Linked DNA regions of Mus musculus: regions 1 and 3 are each linked to region 2. The links are chromatin contacts, called in public Hi-C and HiChIP or PLAC-seq maps. All regions are on one chromosome and are shown on one strand. The core of a region is the stretch at or near the end of the contact, and the rest is flanking DNA. Distances in the headings are between cores, read along the strand shown. Region 1 overlaps Efna5 (ephrin A5). Region 2 has its middle 47 kb from the start of Gm25800. Region 3 overlaps Efna5 (ephrin A5).

What was found. A called contact is a pair of places that touch in the nucleus more often than the background predicts. HiChIP or PLAC-seq counts read pairs in DNA pulled down with a chosen protein or histone mark.
Region 1: a Hi-C map of pancreatic cancer cells shows a contact between it and region 2, with 2.3 times the contacts expected there. The contact joins two enhancer-like sites. A contact is called at or near these places in 1 of 15 datasets of contacts at CTCF or cohesin (the NIH/3T3 cell line), 3 of 484 Hi-C or Micro-C datasets (adipose-derived mesenchymal stem cells, nephron progenitors and pancreatic cancer cells) and 2 of 115 datasets of contacts at active chromatin or transcription factors (the NIH/3T3 cell line and pancreatic cancer cells).
Region 3: a FOXA1 HiChIP or PLAC-seq map of pancreatic cancer cells shows a contact between it and region 2. The contact joins two enhancer-like sites. A contact is called at or near these places in 1 of 484 Hi-C or Micro-C datasets (nephron progenitors) and 2 of 115 datasets of contacts at active chromatin or transcription factors (bone marrow-derived dendritic cells and pancreatic cancer cells).

Annotation. Positions count from the first base shown.
Region 1 is chr17:62,686,173-62,689,718 of GRCm38.p6, reverse strand. All of the region lies in intron 1 of Efna5 (ephrin A5), which reads left to right. Among named protein-coding and RNA genes, the nearest start is that of Gm52303, 90 kb to the left of the region's middle. Within about 2 kb of position 2,103, at least 90 of the 459 cell types and tissues checked have an H3K27ac peak or open chromatin away from gene starts, as enhancers often do. A contact at or near this core is called in the NIH/3T3 cell line and pancreatic cancer cells, where this site is marked.
Region 2 is chr17:62,502,776-62,506,412 of GRCm38.p6, reverse strand. No RefSeq gene overlaps it. Among named protein-coding and RNA genes, the nearest start is that of Gm25800, 47 kb to the right of the region's middle. Within about 2 kb of position 1,577, at least 32 of the 459 cell types and tissues checked have an H3K27ac peak or open chromatin away from gene starts, as enhancers often do. A contact at or near this core is called in the NIH/3T3 cell line and pancreatic cancer cells, where this site is marked.
Region 3 is chr17:62,755,548-62,759,019 of GRCm38.p6, reverse strand. All of the region lies in intron 1 of Efna5 (ephrin A5), which reads left to right. Among named protein-coding and RNA genes, the nearest start is that of Gm52303, 21 kb to the left of the region's middle. Within about 2 kb of position 1,844, at least 15 of the 459 cell types and tissues checked have an H3K27ac peak or open chromatin away from gene starts, as enhancers often do. A contact at or near this core is called in pancreatic cancer cells, where this site is marked.

The sequences.
Region 1 (3,546 bases), core at 854-3,353, 180 kb before region 2:
TTGTTTCTCTGTGACTAATTCCCTTTGTTTCTGGTAAATACTCTTCTCCTCGTACATTCTAAAAAGTTTGATCATTAAAAGCAATTTTGCTTTTCCTTCCTAAGGGGTGACTGCTTTCCAGAAAATATGTGCATTTTGACGATGTGAGTCTTGCCTATTTAACGCTATGAGCATAATCTCTCTCTCTCTCTCTCTCTCTCTCTCTCTCTCTCTCTCTCTTTTAAGTGGGTGATACGCTCTTTGTGGCAAAACAAAGGGCCATGATGATTTCTCTTCCTTTTTAAAAATTGTGATCCCGAATTTCTCAACACACTTTAAGCCCTGTTTTACATAATGCTGCTTTCGGAAAAGGAAGTCCCATGGCTTTGCATGCTATCAGTTCTGCAGAGACACAGGAGTGGTATTGAGTGTTAAATGAAGCATGCATAGATCATGAGTAGAGAAGAATATGCACTGCATTTGAAAGTCGGGGCTCAAATGTCATATTCCTATAGCTGTAAAGGGATTATAAACTCACTGAAGAAACAAAATCCTAGTACGTTTTTAATATCTATATTACCTTTAATGGATCCTATTCAGCCTCCTTGCCAAGGGACAGGAGCTTGGGTAGGGAGTCTCTGGCTTCTCTTGCTTCTGCCTGGGAAAGATACCATGTGAAGTCGCCTTGCCCTGCATCTGGACTTTGCTGTCGAAACACTCAGCCTTGCCTCTTCCTACACTTCCTACAGAATCTGACTGGATCTTACATTTGGCTTGTGGCTCACGGAGGTACATGGGTGAATAAAGCTGTCCAAGATGTCTGTCTGTGATTGTCAGGGTTGTCCTTGCTTGCATGTACCACTTGTGTCGGAGTTTACCTAACTGACTTATTTCAAATAGATACTAATAATGTTTACCTAGTATTTCTTTCATAGAAACCTAGAATCCTTTATTATTATTACACACACACACATACATGCTGTCAGCTGGAAACATAGAGGAGTCTGATTTTTTTTTTTCTTCCTTCCGCCATGTGAGTCCTAAGAATCAAGTTCAGGCTGTCAGCCTTGGTAGTAAACACATTTACTCCCAGAGCCATCTTGTAATCCTTGGGTCCCCTGGAACTGGAGTTATAGATATTTGTAAGTTGCCATGTGTGATATATATATGAAACAGAACCTGGGTGCTCTGGAAGAGCCCTTAACCACTGAGCCCTCTCTCCAGCCTTATTCATGAAGGTTTTTAAGCCTTCTCAGTATGTTATTTTGCCATGAATAAAATCCTGCCAAAATAACCCATCAGGTCTCTGATTTTGGTGCTTCCTGTCTCTATCGGTCAATGTTAGAGAGGTGTCGGAGACCTATCGGCACCATGCTGAGGCCACTGGAAAGAGGACCCAAGGGGACTCATATCATGGTGGTGATTCGTTGTTCATGAACGTTGTGTTTATGTAGAGCCTATAGTTCTAAAGGGATAGGGCATCCTCCTCCCACATCCTGCTTTAGGGACAAGGTTTGGTAGGTGCCGAGAAAGCCCTCTCCACTGGTGGGACTCTCTCAAATTTGACCATTATAATCATTCCTTTAGATTTATATTTCGATTTTGTTCAGTAATTACCTATTTAAATGTAAATTACTCTGTAACCTTTTAGTGGTCTCCCAAAGATTGCTTTTCCTTCTGAGGGGGGACTAAAGTTCCACCAAAGAACACAGACTAGAAATACTTACGGAACATTACACTCCCCTCCGTGAGCTTAAAGAGACAGTGTCTTAGCCTAGGATAGCCCCTCTTCTATCCTTTTCTTCATACATTTTCTACAACACTGACATCAAATCTTAACAGAGAAGACTCTCTGTTGCTTACCAAACTCACCACGCTAGCACACCCTTGGCTCTTTGTAAGCCAACTGATCTCTTCCAGAGAGCAAGGGATTTGTGCAAGGACAGAAAAGCAAGCAAGCATCAGAGACTACGGCAGGAAACAGGAAAGCAATCCTAAGTTTCTGTAAGATGATTGCACAAGAATACTCCTTATGCAACAGAGCTGGGAGAGGTACACATTCCATCTCCTCAAATTTGGCCCAGTGACACCTGCCTTGTTCCCGTACAAGTGAGTCATTCAAACAGGCAGACAGGAAGCTGGTTGAGGTGTGGACGCTGAAAATGGAATTTGAAAGAGAAAGTAGTTCTATCTCCCCCAGCCCAGTCTCCAGTTCTTGTTGAGCTGTCTCTCTCCCGACCTAGCTGGCTGCTGAGAATATGTAGGCGGGGAGGATAAAGTATTATCTCTCTACAAAGCATGGAACTGACTCAGCGTTTAATACCTGCACCTTTGACACAGATTACAGCTTAGCACAATTTATGACCTTCCATTGTTTCTAGATCCACAGCGAGGCTTAGAGTGCATGCAGCATTCATTGTCGGGCCAGAAATAATAAACTCTTCATTCCTCCCCCTCTCCTTTTGTTGTTGTTGTTGTTTGCTTGTTGGCTGGTTTGCTTTCATTTGCAGAGACTGCACTTCCCTGACTGTCCTGGAACTTGCTCTGTAGACCAGGCTGACCTCGAAATCAAAAATCCTCCTGCCTCTACCTCCAGAGTGCTGAGATTAAAAACCTATGCCACCACTACCTGGCTTTTTTTTTTTTTCCTTCAATTTTTAAAATTTTAAGATATAGTTATATTGTTGCCGCTTTCTCTTTCTCCCTCTAACCTTTCCCATGCTCCATGCCATTGCTCCTCTATACCTCTCTCTCCTTCTCTCCCCTTCTCCCCTCTTCCACCGAGTGTACACACACACACACACACACACACATACACACACACACACATTTTGTTTGCAATACTGAACTCAGACCTACCACATGCCAGGGGATCACTCTGCCACTGAGCATTCCTAGCTACCATTTTTATTTATTGATTTTGCCATATATATATATATATATACATATATATAGTGTGTGTGCGTGCGTGTGTGTATGTGTTTGCATGTGTATGTGTGTATATGTATAACACACACATATACATACACACACACATTACACTTAGGCACACAACTGTGAGGAGTACGTGTGTGTGTGTATGTGTGTGTGTCTGCTTGTGCTATATAGATACAACTTACTGAGCTGAGACCATTAGTGTTACTTATATGTATATGATTTCAGGACTGACCACTTGGTGTTGGATAACCGATTGGGGATCTCTTCTGGGGGGAAGACTCTCTTCTGTTCCCAGCATTCCTTAGTTGCCTGTAATTGTTTCTCTAGGGGTGGGGTCCCACGACAAGTGTTATCATACCCAATAGGTGTGTTAGCATACCTATTGGTATCACTGTTGTAGCAGCCATACAGGTGAGAATATCATTCCTTTTCATTTAAGATGTTCAGTTCTGTCTTAATAGATTGTGTGTATCGTTTTTGTTACCTTTTCTTGATGTTCCCACCTTTCCTGTGTATGTGTGTGTGTGTGTGTGTGATATGCGCTCATACATGTGTGTCTGTTTGCATATGTGAGTACCCATGCACGTGTGCTTGCTTTCGAAGGTTAGAGGTTAACAGTGGGTGTCTCTC
Region 2 (3,637 bases), core at 328-2,827:
TGGAAGCGAGTCTGCAGAGGGAGAGAGCTGAGTAGTCGAAACTTTGTAAGGCACTGTAAGGACTCTGAACTGTGTTCTAGGTTCAAGGAAGGGATCTGAGAAGAGCCAGTGGCGTGTGGTTTCGCTCAGAAAGGTCTCCTTGGCGCCACATAATGAATAGGAAGGAAAAGACACAAAGGTGCTGTATACTGAGGATGCCAGGCAAGACAAGAGACAGTAACTTCAAAGAGAGTGATGGGAAAGATGGGTATATTGTTTCTTACACTTTGTCTTGTTTATTAATTCCTTCATTTCTTCACTGGATTGACACCCAGTGCTGGAAATCCTAAGTGTGTACCACCACACTGAGATTTTCGTATTTTAATTTTCTGAAAACTTATCTTCACATATGAATATTCAGGTGGGGTCTATTATTTTCTTTCTGTTTTTTGTTTTTCAATCTAGCTTGTATTTTAGGACATGTTAGATAAAAATTTCTGTGTGCCTCTGTAGAGAAAAAAAAAAAGAGATGGGAAGGCTTGCTGTGGGAGGAATTGGGAAAAAAGGAAGTCTTTGAAGATCACAGTTGGAGTTACATGATTCCCTTGTTATGTTCTCTTACTGGCTCTCTGCCCATGGAGTCCTTCCTCTCTCACACCGTTGCCTGGTTCTTTTAAGTGCTATACGGTGGTACCAGCAAGTCTGGACTGCCAGGTGTGTTGGCCCAGGCAGAGGACGCTGGTTAAAGGTTAGTCCTTTGCAGGGCTTTAGTACTTCTTCCTCTTCAGGGCTCCTATTGGTTAGAGTTTCTGCCTGGCACCCTGTTCCTGTGGCCAACTCTGCTCAGAACCTGAGGGAATCCATTCACCATCTCTGAGGTCTTTGGTGCAGCATACTTCTTGGGATCTCAGCTCTTTTCCGTGTGTGTGTGTCTGTAAGCGTGTGCATGCATGCTTGAAATTCTTGCTTGAGTTGCCACTTCCTCTAAAAATTCAGAATTCTGTGCAGGGACCCACTTCCACACATTTGCTTTTCTAGGCTATTCTCTTTTGTATGCTTAGAGACTCATAGACATCTTTCCCCAGGTTCTGGAATTTCAAAATAGTTCATTATAGATACCTTTTCCTTTTCTAAATCTGCTTTGTTAAAGAACAGGGGTGGGGAGTCGGTGAGGTAGTGGGTGAGGGAGAGAGAATAAGATATGAAGTTTAGTTTTCCTTAGAGCCTCCTCCAGTGTCTCCACCTCAGTCCCTTTATAGGGTGCTGTAATAGGTGATAATGTGCTAAAAGCAGTGTCTGTTAGGATCCAGGAAGTCCTCATTGTCTTCAATTATAATCGTTAAGATTCTAAACCCCCCAGACACATTTAAAGCTGAAATCTAAGCCTCTGTCTGGGACCGCTCTTCAATCATATTTATTTTCTGGTGAGAGTAATATTTTTCTTTGGCAGATAGTTTTTCAAACTAGAGCTACGCAATGCTAGCCCTGGAAGTAACTTCAAGAGATGATTTTACATTCTTAACTCTATTGTTGAGAAGCCCCGTGGGGTGAGTCAGACCTACTGGCCTGAGTCATCTGGTGATTTAGTAGTGATCACTAGAACCTTTCTGTTAAAGGCCATGGTTTTCATGACCCTCTACTTCTCTGCTGGAAGTCACACACCGGGACGAAGACACTGTGTGCTCATTGCTCCTGTCAATCATTCAACAAATATTATTGAACACCTACGTAAGGAATGTGAGGTGCTGGCACATGACTAATCCATATAAACAGCATGATTGAGATGCAAGCTGGGTATTCATTTCTGTTCACCTCTTCTAGTATTCAAGTCCTTTTCCTAGGAACTGAATAAAGGAAAAAAAAAAAAACAAAAACAAAACAAGGAAACAAAATTAGTTCCTGGGTTGTTTATGTAAATGTTTTGCTATGAGAAGAGACAGGTTAAGCTTTTTTTTTTTTTTTTTTTTTTTTAAAGATTGGAATTAAGGCTACGATTAGAATGTGTTGGATGCAAAGTTTGAGGAGTTTAGATTTAGCAATAAATTGCCCAGATGTTAATTTTCTCTAAACACTCTTATTAGTCTGTGTGCTCCTTTGTTTCACAGTTAGCTTATCAGTGTAGCTTGAAAACGATAGTCACTGTGGGTACCGTCGTCGGAAACTGCAAATGAACCTCACTGGGGCCACTAGAAAGAGAGTTGATCTCTCAGCAGTCTCTTCCTTCCTTCCAACCCCTTAGGTTTAGCTTTCGGTGGCCATTTTTTAAATAGCAAGTCTCTGAGATAACAGAGTTTGGCAGGTATCGCGAAGGCAGGAGAGATAGCACCAAGACCGTAAGCCCGGGTCAAATGAATCTTCATCCATCTGGAGATAAGAATCAGGATGGGGTGTTGAAAGGGCCCGAGTCAGGAGTCAGACTGCTTTGACATCACTGTTGACCCCCAGGCTGCTATCTACCCCAAGGACCCACTTCACTCACCTTTAAAACACAGATGGAACTTCTGCCCTGCCCATAGCACAGTGTTCTGATCAAATGAGATCAATGCAAAAGCTTTGGGTCCTGGAAACCCCTGGGAAATGAAAGCAGTCTTCTTCCAAACATACAGACCTTTTCCAGGAACAAGTATTTACTCTGACAGATTAGCATTTTACTCCCTTTCTGTGTGTTGGGACTTTGTTGAAAGCGTTGTCCTTGACACTTGCAGGAGATGGGTTCGTGGCTGGTGGAAGGAACTGGAACGGCTTCTCCTGTCCCTTCATTAGCTCCAGGCACAGGACTGAATTGTTTTACGGAATCTCAGTTTGATTGACATGCGGGAGCAGCAGTTTTAGCACGCCCACCAGAGACCTCCTGTTCCCAAGGAATCATGGGAGTACTATTCCGTCAACCCAAGATGCGGTTTTTCTGAGCGGTGTCTGCAATGTTGCCTCGTGCTGACCAATACCAACCTGTGTTACACTGATACCGACACCGGTTACATTTGTGTCTTGCGGGTACTGAATGCTCTGTCGTGTGGTGGCAGAACCAAGTAAAGTGTCTTTCTCAACGCCAATTCATCCCTGATTCATTGGACACGTACTTGTTGAGTTGGCACTAGGCTAGGAACTGGAACTAGAAGCCAATGTGCCAGGGACAATCAAGGTCACGGAATGATTACACCTCATCGTGGTCAAGCTGTGCCTGTCCGTAGTTAAAGCTATTCTGGTTCTTTTCATAGTCATGATCTCCTTTCCTGGCAACAGCAGAAATCTGGTCTCAGAGACAGCACAGCTGGAAGACAGTGGCTGCTTTGGGGAAATACTTTCACCCTCATTGCACTCTGACTCTTTTCTTTCTATTCATTCTTGGAGAATTTTGCACACATAGTCTTCCTTCCTCTCACTTCTCTTAGATCTACCCTTGGTTCCCTGCCCACCTAACTTTGTATTTTCTCTCTTTTACCCCCACCCCCCCCCCTTCCACCAGCCATCAAGTTCAATTTTGTGCTGCCCATATATTTTTGGGTGTGTGACCTCCTCCTGACTGACTTAGCATGACTTGCTGTTCCTTTTCAGCAGCTCTCACTTCGCAATACCTCCCCAGCTAGCGTGGGACTCACGTCCACCTCCTGTCTCCATTCTGGCATTCGCACTGACTTAGAGATGCTTGAACGTGCTG
Region 3 (3,472 bases), core at 595-3,094, 250 kb before region 2:
TATTGTTCAAGTCAAAGAGGCACTGAAGTAATTTTTGGGAGCTCGCAACACTGCCATGTTGGCCGTTGAGTAATAGGAAGCTCAGGGTCATATTTTTATTTCTGGGCAGAGTAGCTCTGATTCCGTCTTGCTTCTCATCCTCTAGTAACACTGCGGTTCTGTCTGGTCCCCAGGTGTTCAGGGACATTACACACTCTGGGTGACAGCTCTGGATGTTTTGAACATGGACCCAGAAGAGATTTGAAAGCTCTGTTGAGCTGAGCCCAGCATCTCTTTGGAGTGTTTTAAGTAGCAAACGCCACACACCTCACACACTGACTGGGAGCTGGCTGTCTCAGAACTGATTGAGCCCCAGCAAGTGCTCTTGGGGAGGGCGATCCTGATTGCCCATTTTCTCTGTTTCCTAAAGGGTCTTAATTGCTTTCGTAAGAGGCCTCTATTCAACGCCGCCTCCCTCCTACCACAGGTGATTCACTCAGTAACAAGGGTTAGATTACCCAGATGTCAGGACCCCCACAGATATAATGGACTTCTCTCCAGGGGCCACCTGACAACCCTCTCTCTCTGTCATACACCTTTACTGCCCAGAAGCCCAGCCTCTTGGATGAGACCCCAGATCACTACCCTAGAAGGGAGTAAAGGGGATACTGCGTTTTTTATAGCTCTGCGTTTTTTGATTTTACATTTAAAAAAAAATTCAGAGTCTGTAGGATGTGTGGGATGCTCGTATGTTAGGTATTCTTAGACCCATTTTAAAACATTAAATATTAAAATAGACACAGGATAGTGTCACCAAGATTGATATTTAGGGTATCGCAGGTAGAATTGTAATTTACATCTTGGCTTAATGGAGTCTGAGGAAAGGAGGTTAAAGTTAGGCATATTCTTCTCTTTGTTATTCTTTCTGCTACTCTGGGATTTTCTTTAAAGTCGAGATGGCTTTGGAAAATTGTATATTCTCTATTTAAAGTTTATTTGATCATAGCACCTCCATGACAATAGTAAGTAAATAGAAAACAGCCAAATTAAAAAGAACGGAGAAAATAAAGCATTTAAATAGCTTGCCCTTACCCAGTTGTTCTTTCTGTGATTTATTCCCCCCCTGAGTGAAGAAAATAACTTCCCCCTCATTTCCATCAAGTCGTGAGGATAAAGGTAGGGGTAGAAAAGCATTGTCATATTTGAAAAAAGAAATGATTGACAGTGTCACTTAAATTCAAATGTCTCCTTAAAATAAATATAAAAAGGCCTTTGAAGGAGTTGCTTTGAAAATCCTTTAAAAAAAAAAGAAAAAAGAAAGAAAAAAGTGGAGTCCTCAACTTTTCTTCCTTCCTACTTTCTTTGACTGCTGACAGAGTTTAGCTCCCACCAGAGTGGAGGGTCTCTGGGAATGTCCATCCTATGTAGATCAATGACGTGCAGCCGGCCCACAGCCTTGTCCAGGTGGAGACTGAAGCATGTAGGTCTTTCCACACTGGGCCGCTTCCTCTTCTTGGGGTCACTGGGTTGTGCTGATAGACTGTGGGTCCTAAGTAGGGCCCCAGGCTGTCATTTTTATTTTAGCCCATGCCTTTCCACATATTTTAGCTTAGAACAAGTAAGCCTGTATGCTGCCGGTTGAGGTAAGACAAGCCTTTTTTACTTCCTCTCTGGCGATTAAAAATACCTCCCATAATCACACTGATACTACAACTGAGATTAGATACACTTTCCTAACCAGGCATTGTGAAAGTTGCCAGGGTTTCTTGGTACTTGGTGTTGTAAGATGCCAGCCCAGAGGCCTGCGTCAGGATGGCTGATAGTAAGGTAGATAGATAGTTTTCCCACCCCTGGGGCACACATGAGTCACCTTAAAGTAGATAGATAGTTTTCCCACCCCAGGGCACACATGAGTCACCTTGGCCTGTGGAGAAGGCATGGCCTTCTTCACAGCCTTTCCCACCCTGTTCATATAGACACTGCAGATTTAATAAGCCCAGGGCGTTATATCTGCACCCTCTGCAGAAGCCACCGTTCTTGTTGCTGTGCCTGGGAGTCTGATGTCACTGTATCTGCAAAGGACAGACCTTGGATCTATCTTTTCTTCTCCATCTTGTACTAATTTGATACTCGCTGTACTGTTCCTGTCCCTGGGGAATCCTAGCTGTGCCCACAGGACCAGAGCAAATAGGGCTAGACCAGAAAGGACTTTATGCCCTCTCTGGCAATGTCCTTTCAGTATGGCATCAGAGAAACAAAGCCTGAGTCTGAGACTTTCGACTTTTTATTTTTTATTTATTTTTTTTGTAAACAGCCTCTTAATACTAAGCATTTCAAAAAATAGACAAGGAAAACATGCTATCATATGTATGTTTCCTCCTCAAACTAGGACCCATATTAACTCTGAACCCATTGAAACTAGCAGGGTTGCAGATCATTAGATTTTAACGAAATGTCAGTATTTTCCTCCAAAGTTAACTTTTCTTGAATAGTTTCCATGTTAACTTTTTCTAAACACATTGCTTCTATTGAGAAGCAATGCTCAGTAACTTGTAGCCGTTAAATGGCTATTTACTCTTTACCAAGTACTTAAAAGGTAAACAATAATTTAAGAATCTTACTATACTTGTATAGCAAAGAAATTAATGTTCTTTGAGACAGGGTTTTTCTGTGTGGCCCTGGCTATACTAGAACTCACTCTGTAGACGAGGCTGTCTTTGAACTCAAGAGTTCCACCTGCCTCTGCCTCCTAAGTACTGGGATAAAAGGTGTGTGCTACCACTGTCCAGCTGTCCTAAAGTATAACTCATGTCTTTCCCTACCCTCTTATCAAGTACAGTGTCCTTAGCATCTAAGGAAATAGATTCTACCTTCTTCGTACCCTTCACTGACTGGACCTGATGTTGAAGTGTGTCTGCCTTATCCTGGCATTTGTGTGTGCACAAGCATGAAATTTGCCTGCCAGGCAAAAAAGCCCACTACCCTCTGTCTATGAGCCACATCTCATGTCAGTGCCATACTAGGAACTGATAGTAACTGTAATCTAGCTTATTTTGTATTACTCATAAATACTGTCGGAGCATTGTGCTTTCATTGCCACTTTTAGAGATATAGATGTCGATTACATTTTCTGATCTTAAAATTCATCACTTGTAACCTGTGTGTAGCAGTCTATATTTGGTTGTGAGCCTAGCCTTTAACAGCAGAGCCAGCTCTCCAGCCCTATTTATAGCATTGTAATGTGTTAAAGTAAAATACTGACTCATAGATGATTGCTATTAGTGCTTTCTTGCTTCAACTTTCAATATTTTTTTCTATGTACATGTAAGAGCTGTGGTTTATTGCATAATTTTTTCTACAACCTATAATCCTATGATATCTACAATAATTTTCTCACTTTTTACTGTTATTTTTATCTATCATTTGAATTCTTATCAAGTTAATACTTTTAAAATATAAACCAGTGACATTGATCATGCATGCCTGTGATCAT